Linked DNA regions of Rattus norvegicus: region 2 is linked to region 1. A link is a contact called in public Hi-C data. All regions are on one chromosome and are shown on one strand. The core of a region is the stretch at or near the end of the contact, and the rest is flanking DNA. Distances in the headings are between cores, read along the strand shown. Region 1 holds the start of Cemip (cell migration inducing hyaluronidase 1). Region 2 overlaps Abhd17c (abhydrolase domain containing 17C, depalmitoylase).

What was found. A called contact is a pair of places that touch in the nucleus more often than the background predicts.
Region 2: a contact with region 1 is called in a Hi-C map of liver, with 2.7 times the contacts expected there. The contact joins the enhancer-like site here to the promoter of Cemip in region 1. A contact is called at or near these places in 3 of 12 Hi-C or Micro-C datasets (the Rat2 cell line, hepatocytes and liver).

The regions. Positions count from the first base shown.
Region 1 is chr1:147,467,164-147,474,045 of GRCr8, forward strand. It overlaps Cemip (cell migration inducing hyaluronidase 1), which reads right to left and starts at 4,320. Exons shown (of 29, transcript NM_001427855.1): 1 at 4,084-4,320.
Region 2 is chr1:147,516,217-147,523,476 of GRCr8, forward strand. All of the region lies in intron 1 of Abhd17c (abhydrolase domain containing 17C, depalmitoylase), which reads right to left. Among named protein-coding and RNA genes, the nearest start is that of Abhd17c, 15 kb to the right of the region's middle. Within about 2 kb of position 3,150, at least 15 of the 93 cell types and tissues checked have an H3K27ac peak or open chromatin away from gene starts, as enhancers often do. A contact at or near this core is called in liver, where this site is marked.

The DNA of each region.
Region 1 (6,882 bases), core at 3,070-5,569:
AAAGAAACTGAAGCTGCCTTCAGAGTGATGAAAACCAGCAAAGACAGCTAACCCATCGCTCTGATTAGATCAAATACCTGTGTATTTGCCACCATGCACAAAGATACATGTCACCCAGACTGTCACAGTTAGGGAATCTTGTGGCTGAAGCTCACAAGAATAACTTTGTTTCCCATGGGAAGCCAACCTCCATGCCAGTAGGTGTCTTTTGAGCTACAGATAAAATACAAAGTGCACTTAATCCACATGATGGTGCTGATCTGCCAACAGCACACAGGACTAAAAGGTGTCACTTATGCCTCAGGATTCAAAGGAGCCAATGACAATAACTAGAGCTGCCTTTCCCATCAAATGTCAACCTTTGCCATCTGATCTGTCTGTCCCAGAAACTCAGACAGGGTTACCACAGACAGAACACTACAGAACTAATGATGAGCTCCTTCTTCCCATCCACGCAGCTTCCTCCCCTCGTTGGCCTTGCTTCCCACAAGTGTTCTGTAGTTCAGTCGTTTTCTTACCTGGAAGCCACAGGGACCCAGGAGACTGAACACTAGCACAAAGAAGACAGCCCAGACTTCAGCATGAGTTGGGAATACACTTCTGTTGTAGTGACATCACCAGCTGAGGAGAGTCACAGAAAACTCCCAGCATCTGAGGGATGCTCCTGGACTTCATCCCTTTCAAGTGGAGGAAACAAAGAATCCTTCTGATCTATTGATAGAAGGAGAGAAGGAAAATCTGAGTGCATCAGAATGGAAAGCTGGCAGAAATATGCACATGTGCATGCACACTTTGTGGGGAAAAACCTACCTACAATAATGTGTGCCTATGGGTCCAGTATCCAAATTTCTGTGGTGTGTCATAGGACTAGTGGTTTGTACAAGACAGAACCCCAAAATACAGAACCCAAGGGCACCTCCAAACCCAGTATGGACCAAAATATCATGAGCCAAGAGTCTTGACCAGGTTGTCATGCCTAAGCAAAATGCAAAGATGACAGAGACTGTCCAACATGACCACTCCCTGTCTGAGAAAACCAAAGTCTTTCTTCTGCAGCTAACCAGAAGTATCTAGAAACAAGGTCTTGAAGACCCTCCATACCTGCATCCCAGGGGTGCTGTGCCTCAGAAAGACAGTGAGGCTCCTTACCAGATCATGTGGGGGGAAAAGTCAAAAAGAAAAGACTATCTAGATAAGTGGTTCTCGGGTTGGAGAGATGGCTCAGCGGTTAAGAGCACTGACTGCTCTTCCAGAGGTCCTAAGTTCGATTCCCAGCAACCACATGGTGGCTCACAACCATCTGTAAAGGGATCTGATGTCCTCTTCTGGTCTGAAGACAGCTACAGTGTACTTGTATACATAAAATAAATAAATCTTTAGATAAGTGGTTCTCAACCTTCCTATTGCTGCAATGCTTTAAATACAATCCATTATGCTATGACCCCAACCATAAAGTTATTTTCATTGCTACTTCATAATTGTGTTTGTAAGTTTTGTTACTGTAACTTTTTTATAGTAGGAATCATAATGTAAATATCTGTGCTTTCCTGTAGCCTGAGGGAACCCCTGTGAAACAGTCACTCAACTCCCTCCCCTCCTCAAAGGGGTTGTAATCCACGGGTTGAGAACCACTAGTCTAGATCAAAGGGCTGAAATGAAGTCTTGAAAATGGCCTACTTCTTTGTTTAAAAAACAGTATTTGCTCCAAGCAGTGGAGGTGGGGAAACAGCGAACTGAATTGTCTCTCATAAAAGCCTGTCCACATCTCTTCCTTCAGCACTTTCACCAATGTGAAGATAACAAAGTGGTAGATCCACTCCCAATCAGTTACTAAGCTAGGAAAGAGGACACGGGCCGGGTAAGCACTTCAGAAAAATGCACAGCACTTTGAAACGCACCTGTAATCTGGGCCATTTTAGCAGAGTTCTCTGTGCTCAGCACCGGACTTCAGTGCTTTGCCTTATGCTAGTAATTTCTCTAGCCACTTACTGAGAGAGCCCACTTGCCCCCACTTATAGGTGAGGAAACAAGTGTAAGTTTAGTTGACTTTCCCAAAGTCACAGATCTCTCTCTCTCTCTCCCTCTCCCTCTCCCTCTCCCTCTTCCTCTCTCTCTCCCTCTCTCTTCCTTTTCCCTTTCTTTTTAAAATTAATTTTTATATGTATCTTTCAGTCCTAAGCAGAAAAGACCTGATTTCTTACACCTTTTATAGTAAAGGGACATACATTTCTGTGTTTGAGTATAGGTGGTACTGACAAAAGAGCCCATCCAGTATCATTTCTGACTAGAAGAAGGACATAATACCCTAGTCCCAAGTAATCTGTTTGAACCATCGTCTACCAGGCTGTGTAGAGCCTTTGGAAACTGTCTCAAGAGTCCAGCTTTAGAGGACACCCTTAGGATCAGAAAGAGCATTGCTGCTTTATACACCCTCTCAGACACTCTCTTTGTAATTTTTAAAGTGTGGTTTCTTCTCCATTCTCTCATAAACTATGAAATTAAAGGATTGATTCATTACCATATTTATTAAATTGTTTAATATTTTTTAATGACCTTACTCCCCACACTGAAAGTAGCTTAGTTCTGTACCTAATTACATATACCTTTATCTCACTGTCTGGGTCATATAACAAAAGTTTCACACCTGCCTCACCTCTGAGGGATCCCTATGGTGCCGCATAAATACAAAGGAAGCCCCTAGTGACATCAAGGGGTTACACAGAAAAAGATGCAAGCTCTGCTGGGACCTGGTAGAAAACCACAGCCTCTGGCAAAGTAGGCTCCCTCCTAAGTGGTTAGTGCCTCCAGAAAAAATACCTAGGCCTCCAAGACTGCTAGTCCCTCTCTATCTTCCTAGTGTCTGAACACCTTAATCAGTGAGGGAGGTGCTTGAACACACCAGACTCGGGGCCACAGGCCCCGAGTGGCGGAAGTAGCTGGGAGCTGTCCATGGTGGCGCCGAGCCTGGGCACGCAGAGCAGCCTATTCCCCTCCCTCGGGCGCGCCTTGGGGTCCCTCTCCAGACCGCGGAGATGGAAATGACTCCCTGGCTCACTGTCTCCTGGACGGGCTTCAGCCAGGCCGTGGCTCTCACATCAAAAGCTTGGTTTTAAAGAGAAGGTCTTACCTGTGGTCAGAGTTGGCTGTTCGGAGCAGTACTGAGAACCTCAGACCTGGTGCGGGTAGAATGTCCAGTTCTTGGCTAACACCGGCGCAACGCTCTTGTCAGGAGCACACGCTTTCTCTGGGGTTCATTCCGAGATGTCGCCCGACCTCGTTCCCAGAGAGGAGAGCTTGAGAACCGTGGACAACTCAGGTTTGTGCCTTATGGAGACCTTGGTTTTTCTGTCAATCTTGCGCGAACCTTCTTGCAGATGATGTCTGTTGCCAGGGGTCACCAATGTTCCGGCAGTGCTGCCAAGCTTAGTGTTTGTTTAAATAACAGCAGAGACCACTGAGGTCGTCTAACATCAGATCATCTCCTCCCGCCCGGTGCCAGCGTATCGCTGGGAGGGCAGAGTCAGGCTAGGCGACCCAGGAGACCTTGCTTACGTGGTCGTGACAAGGTGCAGATTTGCGAAGCTCACCATTAGCCACAGGGTAGGCGCGTTCCCTGCACCGAGCTCCTTGTGAGACCTGCCTAGGGATCCTCTGTCTTCCATGAGACACTGTTGTTTGTGTGAACATCTGGTGCCATTCACAGGGGCACAAGCTAAGCAAAGCAGAGATCCACCTCCCGTCGAATGCATTCCCCGGGCGATGGTGTCCTCAACATCTGACGTTTGTAAAAGATTTCAGAAACGAAGGACGGGGGTGTATGCCCACCAATATATTCAAGGATAGGAAGGCAAGCAGGCAGGCAGACAGACAGACACACACATAGGCAGACAGGCAGGCAGACAGAAACAGACAGACAGACATACACACACACACACTGGTAGACAGCATAGAATAGACTGGACAATCAGACTGATGGAGGGCAACGTTCTACCTAAACAGAGAAGATATGTGGGATTCGGTCTCTCCTCTCCTTCCCATGGCTTAATCCAAGCAGCCCTCGCGCCCTAGCTCCGGTCCTCTTACCTCAGGTTGATGACTGAGATCCTGCCACGCCTCGGGGGTCTGGAGTACAGCATCCCGGAGTCTGGTATCTGATCCCACGCGTTGAGCTCCTGAGCGTAAGCAAGCGGGACAGGAGCTCGCGGGAAGTGGAGTGAAGATTCCGACCTCACTCCGGCACAGTGCTCCCCCAGCACCAGACCACTGCCACTCAGCGCAGAAGGCGCTCCGCGCTCGACTCCGTGCGCTCACTGGCTTAGTAGCTCCGAGCTGCCAGCCGACGCTTTTTATAGTCGCCTTCCGGGGCTGACTCCTCCCCACCAGAGCCCCCGGCGCCCGCACTCATCCCGTCCCCCCTGTCCCACCCCTGTCTCAGGGCAGCGTCCTCCCACTCACCGAGGTGGGCGGCCTGCGGGGCTGGACCCGGGCGGGCTCTGGCGGCCGCTCCGGGAGCCGCAGACCTGAGCCTGAGAGCTGCCGCCGGGACATGCTGTTGCTACCAGGTGAGGGCGCTGGAGCCTAGGACGAGCGCTGCGGACCTCTGAGGGCTATAGTGGAAGCGCGGCTTCTTCTACCCAGTGCTCTCCCCAAGGGACAGACCACTCTTCGTTCAGGCTGTTAGATTTCAAACCCGTTCCCCTTTTGTAAGCCAACATAGCAACAGAACCCAGGATCGCCTAGCTCTAGAGGTCTCTTAGAGGAGATCTTGTTTTGATAGTGGGTTCATTGGCTAGGGAGATGGTCGTTACGGTGCTTACAGGCTTGAAAAACAGAGTTCAATTCCTAGAATCCACATTTTAAAAGCCTTGGGCGATGGCCCTGTTTTGTAATTCCAGCGCTGGGGAAGCGGAGGCAGGTGGATCGTTGGGGTTTGCTGGCCAGTCCTGGTAAAATAGAGATACCCGGTATCAAAACTTCAGGCAGCTTGACCTCTGCCCTGGGACACACACACACACACACACACACACACACACACACACACACACACACACCAAAAGAAAGGATGGTAGAGTTACTTCACATGTGCCAGTTTCCTGCAGATGCCAGTTACTTGACCATAAACAAGGGACTTCATCATTGGGCTCCCAAGAACGGGGGGAGAAGATTTCAGTGAGATTTTATGGGTACCAATTCTTAGCAAGTGTTTGCTCTCCTGCATGTAGAGTGGTAGGACCCTGAACCTTTGTGCCTGGACAGGCCAATGGTCTCAAGGGTCAAAACAAGGCCGTGCCACCAGTGAGTTATTCTCTGCTATAGGAATAAATAGACCCATACAGAGCACCTAACATCTCCTCAGCACCCGGTGCCCTGAGCACCAGCTACTTACCTACTCTGAGCCTGGCAAAAAGCAAAAGGTGTTGGGGATTCTTTTTTTTTCCCATTTCATTTTAATTCTAAGGTGACAGCTTTGATTGCAATTCTACATCCTGTCCCTCTTTGAGACTTATTACTCAACTCCCTCCTCCAGTTAACGAGAGTCCCCAAATACACATTTCTTTCTTCCTGCCTGCCAATGTCCTATGCTCACTGCTGTGTAAGAGCGTTTTCATTCTAGGCAGTGCCACCAGCTTTAGGGATCTAAGTTCAGGCTTTAGGGCAGAAACTTTGGAAGCCCTTGCTAGGTCCTCTGGGCAGAAGCCTTTGGGCATGTGTTAGAACCAGGGAAGCACATCATTCCACCTCCAGATCTTTTCTAGAAAGTTGGAAGCAATGATCAAGAGTCTCAGTTTGTCCTTGACATCCAAGTATGCCATGAACAGGGCCCAGTGACAGGCTTCATTTCTTGACCCTTCCTTTCTAGCAGAATGAAACTAGGACCTACCTCCTTGTAAAGTGCCTATCCAGTCCTCCCATTATGCGTACTCACTGAATCCCTTTCTTAAAGAACCCATTCCCCGAGCCCTTAAACAATGAGGAGTGGGCTGGGTAACAGCATTGTGCCCAGTGAACAAAGGCGAGCTTGGATCAGCCTCACTGGGGCCATATGTGTGCTCTCCCTCTCCAACCAGTGGGATGCACAGACCAGAGGCTGCAAAGCAAGGGAGGAGCTCATCTTCACAGGCATCTCAGAGATGAAGAGCAGTCTCCTGTTTAAGGGACTGGCTCTGGGAAGTGCTTCGTCATGCTTTCTCCAAGATGCGGCTCATTCCTCTGGCATCCAGTTTTCTTTATCACTTGGCTAAGGCCTGGGGTGGAAGAAAAATGCTGATAAATTACAGACAGGCTCCATATGTCTAAAACCAGATTCTCCAGCCATATCCACTCAGCACTTCTACCCAATCCTTTGTGGCAGGTGGGGTATGATGGGTAATTTTTTTTGGGTGAATACCGGCAATGTGAACCTGATGGATTTCCTGTCTACACTTCTCTAAAACCGAGACTTATCAATGCAGAGGTGGGAGCTAGTTGCAAAATGAATTGATAGCTTTCAAGTTCTTGCCAGGATCCCCAAAGGGACGAATGGTGCTCTTGGCTGGAGATATGGAGTCACACCCAGCCTCCACTCTCTGCACTGAGTTCCCACCACCTTCCTGGGATATTCATCCCTCAGACCTCATCCTGTGGAATGTGATTGCCGGTCTGCCCCATGCTCCACAAACTGCACGAGTGTGGCAGCTTTCATCAGCCAGCCAGCCATATTCCACACCCAACCCTTAAAACAAAGGTCATCTCACTTCACCTATTGACCACCCCACCCCTCACATGCCTGTGCAGAGTTTGAAGCCACACCTGTGGCTCTGTTCCAAGCCTCTAGTCCTGACTTCCTGGGGTTTCACTGACTTCCCCTCTAGGAACTGAGAAAACCATTAGAAACGAGAAGCA
Region 2 (7,260 bases), core at 1,900-4,399, 48 kb after region 1:
ATAACCATCTGAAGCTGCTGCGGGGAGCAGTCAGGGAACTAAGGGGACCTGTGCTGTCCACTGCACCATGTTCTGTTGCTGATATCACATGTACACAGTCTCCTCATGAGACTTGGTCATCGAGAAGTCACTCAGCTCTCCTGGCACTTACTACATGTGCACTAACTGTCAATGTGGGCACCTAGAGATACTCTGTAGTTACTGAGCCATAACCTAGTCAACATCCCCAGTTAAAAATTCTGAGGATGGAGTTACTACCTGGGTTCACTGGTCACTACTTTAGGGGGATGCTGAAGAGGCTTCATTCGGAGATTCCAGAAACGACTATTTCTCTCTCTCACTTTATACCTTGTCCTTCACTAATCAGTTGTCTCTTAAGCTGTGACAAAGATGCAAACTATTCACTGCAATGCTGTCACTCAGCCCCCAGGTCACCAGATGCTGACGCACAATAATTACATTTCAATTTCTCATCAAAAATCAAGACAGAGGATTAACAAGATCAGAGCAAGGGGATATGGAGGAAGCTTGTCGCTCAAAATTATAAGAACATGTTTATTTATCTTTTTCCTTTGCAAACAGGATCGTACTGTATACCCCTCCCCCCTTGCTGGCCTGGCCTATGTAGACAAGGCTGGTTTTGAGCTTATAATTCCTCCTACTCTGCCTCCCCAGTGCTGGGATTAAAGATGTGCTAGCATTTCTGGTCTTCAAGAAGGTATCAATGTTTCAAAAATATTCAAAGCTGATCTTAGAAAGTTAAACACTAAGCTAGGAACCTGTTCTAGCCAGAGTTCATATAGGGGTAAACAGTTGGAGATGGTCTTACCACAGGCGTCAAGTGCAATGACACTGCTAAACACACAGTTCCCAAATCCCCAGAGCAGAGCAAGCTGCTTCTCCCACACCTGACCTGTAGAACCAGCAGAACTAGTCTGCCTCAGCTGTCCTGGAACTGGAACATCTGCGCTTCTAGGAACTCTAGGAAATCTTGCTAGGTACAATGTCCACTACCTGGAAAGAAATACGCCAGGTGCCAAATAAGGCTTTCAGGGTCCCATGTGGCCCAGGGTGGTTTGGGACTCACTATATAGCTAAGGCTGGCCTTGAATTTCTTGACTAGCCTTTCTCCCAAGTGCTAGAAATCAGGTGTGTGCTACGTGTGTACTGCAAACTGAACCCAGGGCTTTGTTTTGTGCACAGTAGGCAAGTACTCCATCAACTGAGCTATTTCCTTAGCTCCAAATGGAAGATAAAAGTGCTAAAATCAGAGAATAGCCTTGCTGGGGCACCAGTGGAAGGGGAAGCCCTTGGTCTTGCCAAGGTTGGACCTCCAGTGCAGGGGAATATGGGGGAGGGCAATCAGGGGAATGTATAGGGGGAGAGAATGGGAGCTTACAGAAAACTGGGAAGGGGAATAACCTTTGAAATGTAAGTAAAGAAATATATAATAAAAAAATTAAAAAAGAAAGTTATCATAAGTAAAAAAAAGTGCTAAAATTAGTACGTATAAGACACGTGCTTAAAATGACTACAGTGAAGATAAAAAGACTCGCACATACAACTTTGAATCCCAACACACGCAGCCCATATGGTACATGATCACTAGCCTCTGGATGAGAGTGCACATCCAATCATAAAGAGAAAAGGGAGACACTTAAGGAACACTTACAAGAAACTAAAAACCACCCTTAAAAGTCAAGACAAAACTAAGATTACCTCTGTCTTCAGCACTCAATGAATGAAACCTCCCTGATGCTGTCCACAGTCCTGCTTGACCCACTATGTGTAGAGATGCACACTGCGCTGGGAGGCAGGAGAGAAGGGCAGGATGGGAACCACACAGAAGGAGAGGGATGACCTTCTCTACCTTTTGCCCATAGCAAATCTAGTGCATCTTAAAACAAACCCAAACATAAACTGATAGCGATGGGGTCATTCAAAGTGTCAACAATTGGTAATTCAATCAACCAAATTTTGTGTTGGGGGTGTGACTCAACCCTGGTGCACCTGCTAACATGAGCAAGGCCACACATGAAATGAAAATTAACTCTGGATTTGGCATCAGAACTTTTTGAGAGGAATTAAGTCCTAGGTCAGTATGAGTATATCCTAGATGTCTAGATTTTATACTTGCCAAACTGCCCCTTTCTTCCCCCCAATAAAGGAGTTAATAAGTTTGCAAATTTTAAACAGCAATCAATTATTGTAATAAAAAAAGGTGGTAATTTCTGCATCTGGCTTTCCAGGAACTGGCACTGTCTTTGCTTCCTGCTTTCCTACTTTGCTGTGGAGTCACAATGTCTTCTTGGACCACTTGGCATCAGGAGTTTACTAGATCATTCCCATCCTCATTACCTACCAAGGATCATGTGACTGTCACAATGGCATTCTTAATAATGGAAGGGCCAAAATCTTAAAACCAGTTGACAAGAACAGAACTTTACAGGGTACACTCTGTTTTAACACAAGTTGCCATGCCTCTGAATCTCTCTGGCTGATTTAAGACTCAACTTGTGTGGGACAAGAGGGGGGCTCCATCCTGCCCAGTTATCTGCAGGCTCTGTCTGGACAGGTCTCCAGAGCCCCCTCTTGCTTTAGGAGCAAATGAGGCCATCACTGTCTAAACTTTGAGACTAATGTACCAACTGTTAACAAGCTATGAATCACACCTCCAACTGGGTCACAGGACTTGTCTTACTTGTTCCTGTGGTCTCCAAATAAGCCCATTGGGAGCCAAGTCCTCAGGTCAGTAAGCCATTCCAGAACTGCCCAGTGCCAGTCTTCCAAGCAACTGCTGCTGAAGGCAAACATTCTACACCATGAGTTTACAAAACTCCAGGAAGGAAGGGACTTGCAACGCTAATTTAAGCTTCATAAGGAAATCAAACTGAAGTTTTAAATATTTCAAACCCCCTCTCCAAAGAGATGGCAATTTAATAAGAAAAGCTGGTCCCTATTTAAATGGTATTGTTCCAGCAGTGGCTTTGCTACAGTTTCAAAGCCTGAGCTGCATCAGAGCATTTCAGAAAGCAAACAAGTTAACTGAGTTAATCATTAATCATGACCAAGAACAGGGATATCAGTAAGTGAGCAGCACACTCAAGTGAAAGAAGGTCCAACACAGAAGACACTATGTCACTGAGGCAGGTCACAGGAATGTTGAAGTCAGGAGAAATACTAACAGCTGATACTCGCTCCCCAGCCCCTGGCTCAGCCAGCCCACTGCCAGCTGGCTTCCTCCTGCTCAGCCCCCAAGTGTGCAGCTCCCCTCCTGCTGTTCCCACAGAGCTGTTCTCAGGGTCAAAGTAGAGCACTTTGAAGGCTGCAACTCCCTTAGAAACACCAGGCCGCTATCTTTCACATACACTGAACTGACTCATTTCTCTTCAGTTTAAAAGAGACAACAACAACAACAACAACAACAACAACAACAACAAACTTACCAAATGTTGCCAACACTGGAAAAAAAAACAACTCTTAAACTACAACAATCACAACCACAACAACCACAACAACAACAACCACCATATAACAGGAAGCACGAGGCTCAAAAACTATTCGGGAACCCAAGCAACCACTCACTAGAGAAGCTGCTTCCTTCTTCCAGCTGATTCTCAAAGTCAGAAAGTAAGTACTCTGTCTCCACAATACTATCTGTTACCCAACCAACAGCTCTGAGTTCCTCAGGGCACTGGGAGTCTGTAGGAAGGTGTTCAAAGTCAGCTTTTCAGATGCAAATTAAACATTGTGTGTGAGCAACATAAGCCCTACCTGGCATTTAGCCCTACATCCTACAGGGACACACCAGGTACTCAATTTGTTCAAAGACTAAAATTTCTAAACATTTTATTGTTGTGCTCAAATCTTAAAACTCAGGAAAAGAAATCCAAGGGTTTTGGCCTTTGAACTTTAAATAAGAGCAGGAGACTAAGGCTGTGCATGACTTTAATAAGCTGCACAACTGACGCACACCCAAGGCAAAGCAAAACGAAGCAGGCAGTGAGGATGAGGACTCTAAATTCTGATCTTGCTTTTTACACTTGGGCTTGAGTGTCCCTCACAATAACAATATTCTCTCTCTCTCTCTCTCTCTCTCTCTCTCTCTCTTTACACTTGGGCTTGAGTGTCCCTCACAATAACAATATTCTCTCTCTCTCTCTCTCTCTCTCTCTCTCACACACACACACACACACACACACACACACACACACACACACACCTATGTAGAACGGTGTCTGATCTGAGAACACAGGCTCCAGGTTCAGCCCACCTGGGATCAAACCCTGGCTTGCTGCTTAATTCAGTGTGATCCAAATCAAGTCATTCATTTTTCTGTAGTCTTCAGTTTCTATACCTGTGAAATGGGTCAGCCAAAACCCCTGCTTCATAGATGTGGTGTGCTGAAAATACATAATAGGTGAAATAGTTACTTTCAGCACAAAACAGTCCCCTGACAAATGCTGACTCAGCAGGATGGGCACAAAACTCTTACTACCATAAACAGAGGCACTGAGGCGCAAAGACAGGAGCTGACAGCTGCATCTTTTGGTAGTCACCCAGAAGCCACTACTCCCTAGGTTGCTGACCAACTCTGTCACTGATCTACCCAGCACCTTGACATTACTACAGCAGGGGGTCAGTGAATAGACTACAGCCTTCCTTCTAACTATCTGTCTGGTACTGCATGCACTTGCGAGCCCTTCAGTCCATCACATGTGCAGCCCACTCCCCAGCTGCCATCTAGTACAGTGTCTCCTGTACGGTGAGGAAGGAGGGGTCCCACTCCTGCTCACCACCAGACCAGATAATGAGATCCTGTCAGCAATCAGACAGCCAGCATGGCTGTACTTCAATGCTTTTACATTCTTCCGTTGAGAAAGAACGGCCTACACAAAATACTGAGAACAGCCTGGTGCAGTGAGTGGAGATGGAAGCTGTATGTTAATAACTGCTCAAAGAGGAACACTAATATTGCTGGGTTTATTCCTGTATTTCCTTACTTTGGTTATATTTTGAGATTTTTCCAAATAAAGTGGCTTTCCATAAACAATATGGTATAGGAAAATGGAGCACCAGGATCTCATAGACCAGAGGGAATGGAATGACAGACAGTAAGACTGCACTACAGTCAGCTGACAGTATCTGTAATAACCACAACCATTGTCACAAGTATTATAAAACAGAATGAGAAGGCTGTGTATATACATATTAAGGATGCTAGTTAGTTCCCCCAATAGTGGCTACTTGCAACACACACACACACACACACACACACACACACACACCCTGTCCCCTCTGAGCAATTCAGTCATCCCTCCTGTTTGAAATGCACATATGGGGGTTAGGGTATTGATTTTTTTGAAAGATTCATCTTTCATCAAGACTGGTTTAAGACCTCAATTTTCCCAGATCCTTGTATCTCCCAGGGATGGGTTATACTTCCACACTCAACCCTGGAGAACGACTTCACTGAAAGCTAAAACTGTACCAGCAACCTGATTGGCACTTTTGTGGCCAGAATTAAGAAGATCAAGACCTATGATCTTTAATCTGAAAGGGCAAAGTGCCCGAAACACAGACCAGGTGAGTGCTTCAGACTCTGTCTAGCCCATCTACCATGCCATCAGAACAGGTAGGGCCAGCTCTGCAGGAAGAGCACCTCTCAGGGCGCCTACTGAGTCTAAGAACAAGTAGCTATGACTGTCTTTCCTCAGAGGACTAGGGAGGGGACGAGATCCAGCAGGGGCAAAGTCAGAGTGCTAAGAGTGGAGACAGGGAAGTTTGTTGTTCTGGCAAGGCACATGTAAGGTGGCATAGGGCCAAGTGCCAGAGGATTCTAGAGAAGAGCTATCCATGCCTTTGAGATGGAGCGAGTGCCTTTCAGAAACACACAGGTAGCAGAGGTCTCTCACGTTAAAAAAAAAAAAAAAAGCTAAGACAGAAGAGAAAACTCCAACTCCTAAAAGATTAAGATTTCAATTGTTTGGGGTGTTAATTTTGCAGTTCTTTGTTAAATGTAAAGTTAAGAGGATAACTCAAAAATAAGAATGGACTTAAGAAGTTTGCAAACGTCCCCAAGAAACACTTGTCCCACTTTTAGTTCATAAGGGACAGAGGAGACAGACAGGCAGCCAGCAAATTAAAATGGTTATCCTTTGCCATCCTTAATCCTGTGAAAGTAATTACAGGTCTCTGGCATTTCACACATCAAAAAGATCCAGAGCGCACCAGGTCATTAGGAGGGCTTTTCAAAATTGGTTCAGTGGAAGCCAGGAAGCATACAGTCATGGAGACAGCTGTCAAAACTGCAGTGCACAATACGAGTAAGGACACAAAACTTCAATGGGCTTTGGGAGGGCCGAATGGTACAAGGAAAACTAGGGATGGCTACCCAGACAGACAAGCCAGGCTGATATAACACACAATTTAACCCCAAGATGATCTCTCCCAAAGAAAAAAGAGGCCAGCCACAAGTTCTCTGTCCTTCAGCACTGGCCTCTAGTAGACCTGTGGCAACACCAACCAGAGACCCTGGAAGGAGACAACAGATTGAAGAGAGCTCTTGCAGGGTGGTCCTCACAAGGAAGGTGATAGCAGCAGACTGAGCTCAAGCAGAAGTGGGAACTCTTAACTTTTTAAATTTACAATCATCCATTCTCATTCGGTGTGTTTGGGGGGGAAGGGCAGGCATCTTGGCCTTTTGTAGAAATCAGTTCTTTCCATCCACTACATGGGTTCCAGTGCTCAGACCTAAATTCTCAGCCTTGGTGGCATGCACTCTCACCCACTGAGCTGTCTTGCTGACCCAAAAGTGACAACTCTTTCATGTGCTGTCTTAGTTAAAAATTTCTATTGCTAAAATGAAACACGACAGCAATTTGGGGAGGAAAGGGTTTATTTGGTTACACTTCCATATCTCTGTTCAAAGAAGTCACGACAGAAATTCAAACAGGGAAGGATCCTGGAGCAGGAGCTGGTGCGGAGGGCATGGAGAAGTATAGAGAAGTGCTACTTACTGGCTTGCTCCTCCCCAACATCTTGCTCAGGCTGCTTTCTTATAGAAACCAGAACCACCAGCCCAGGTTTGGCACCACCCACAATGGGCCAGACCCTCCTTTATCAATCACTAGTTAACAAAATGCCCTGGAGCTAGATCTTATGGACAAATTTTCTCAATTGAGGTTCCTTCTTTCAGATAACTCTAGTTTGTGTCAAGTTCATACAAGACTAGCCAACACGGGTATTTTCCATTTCTGT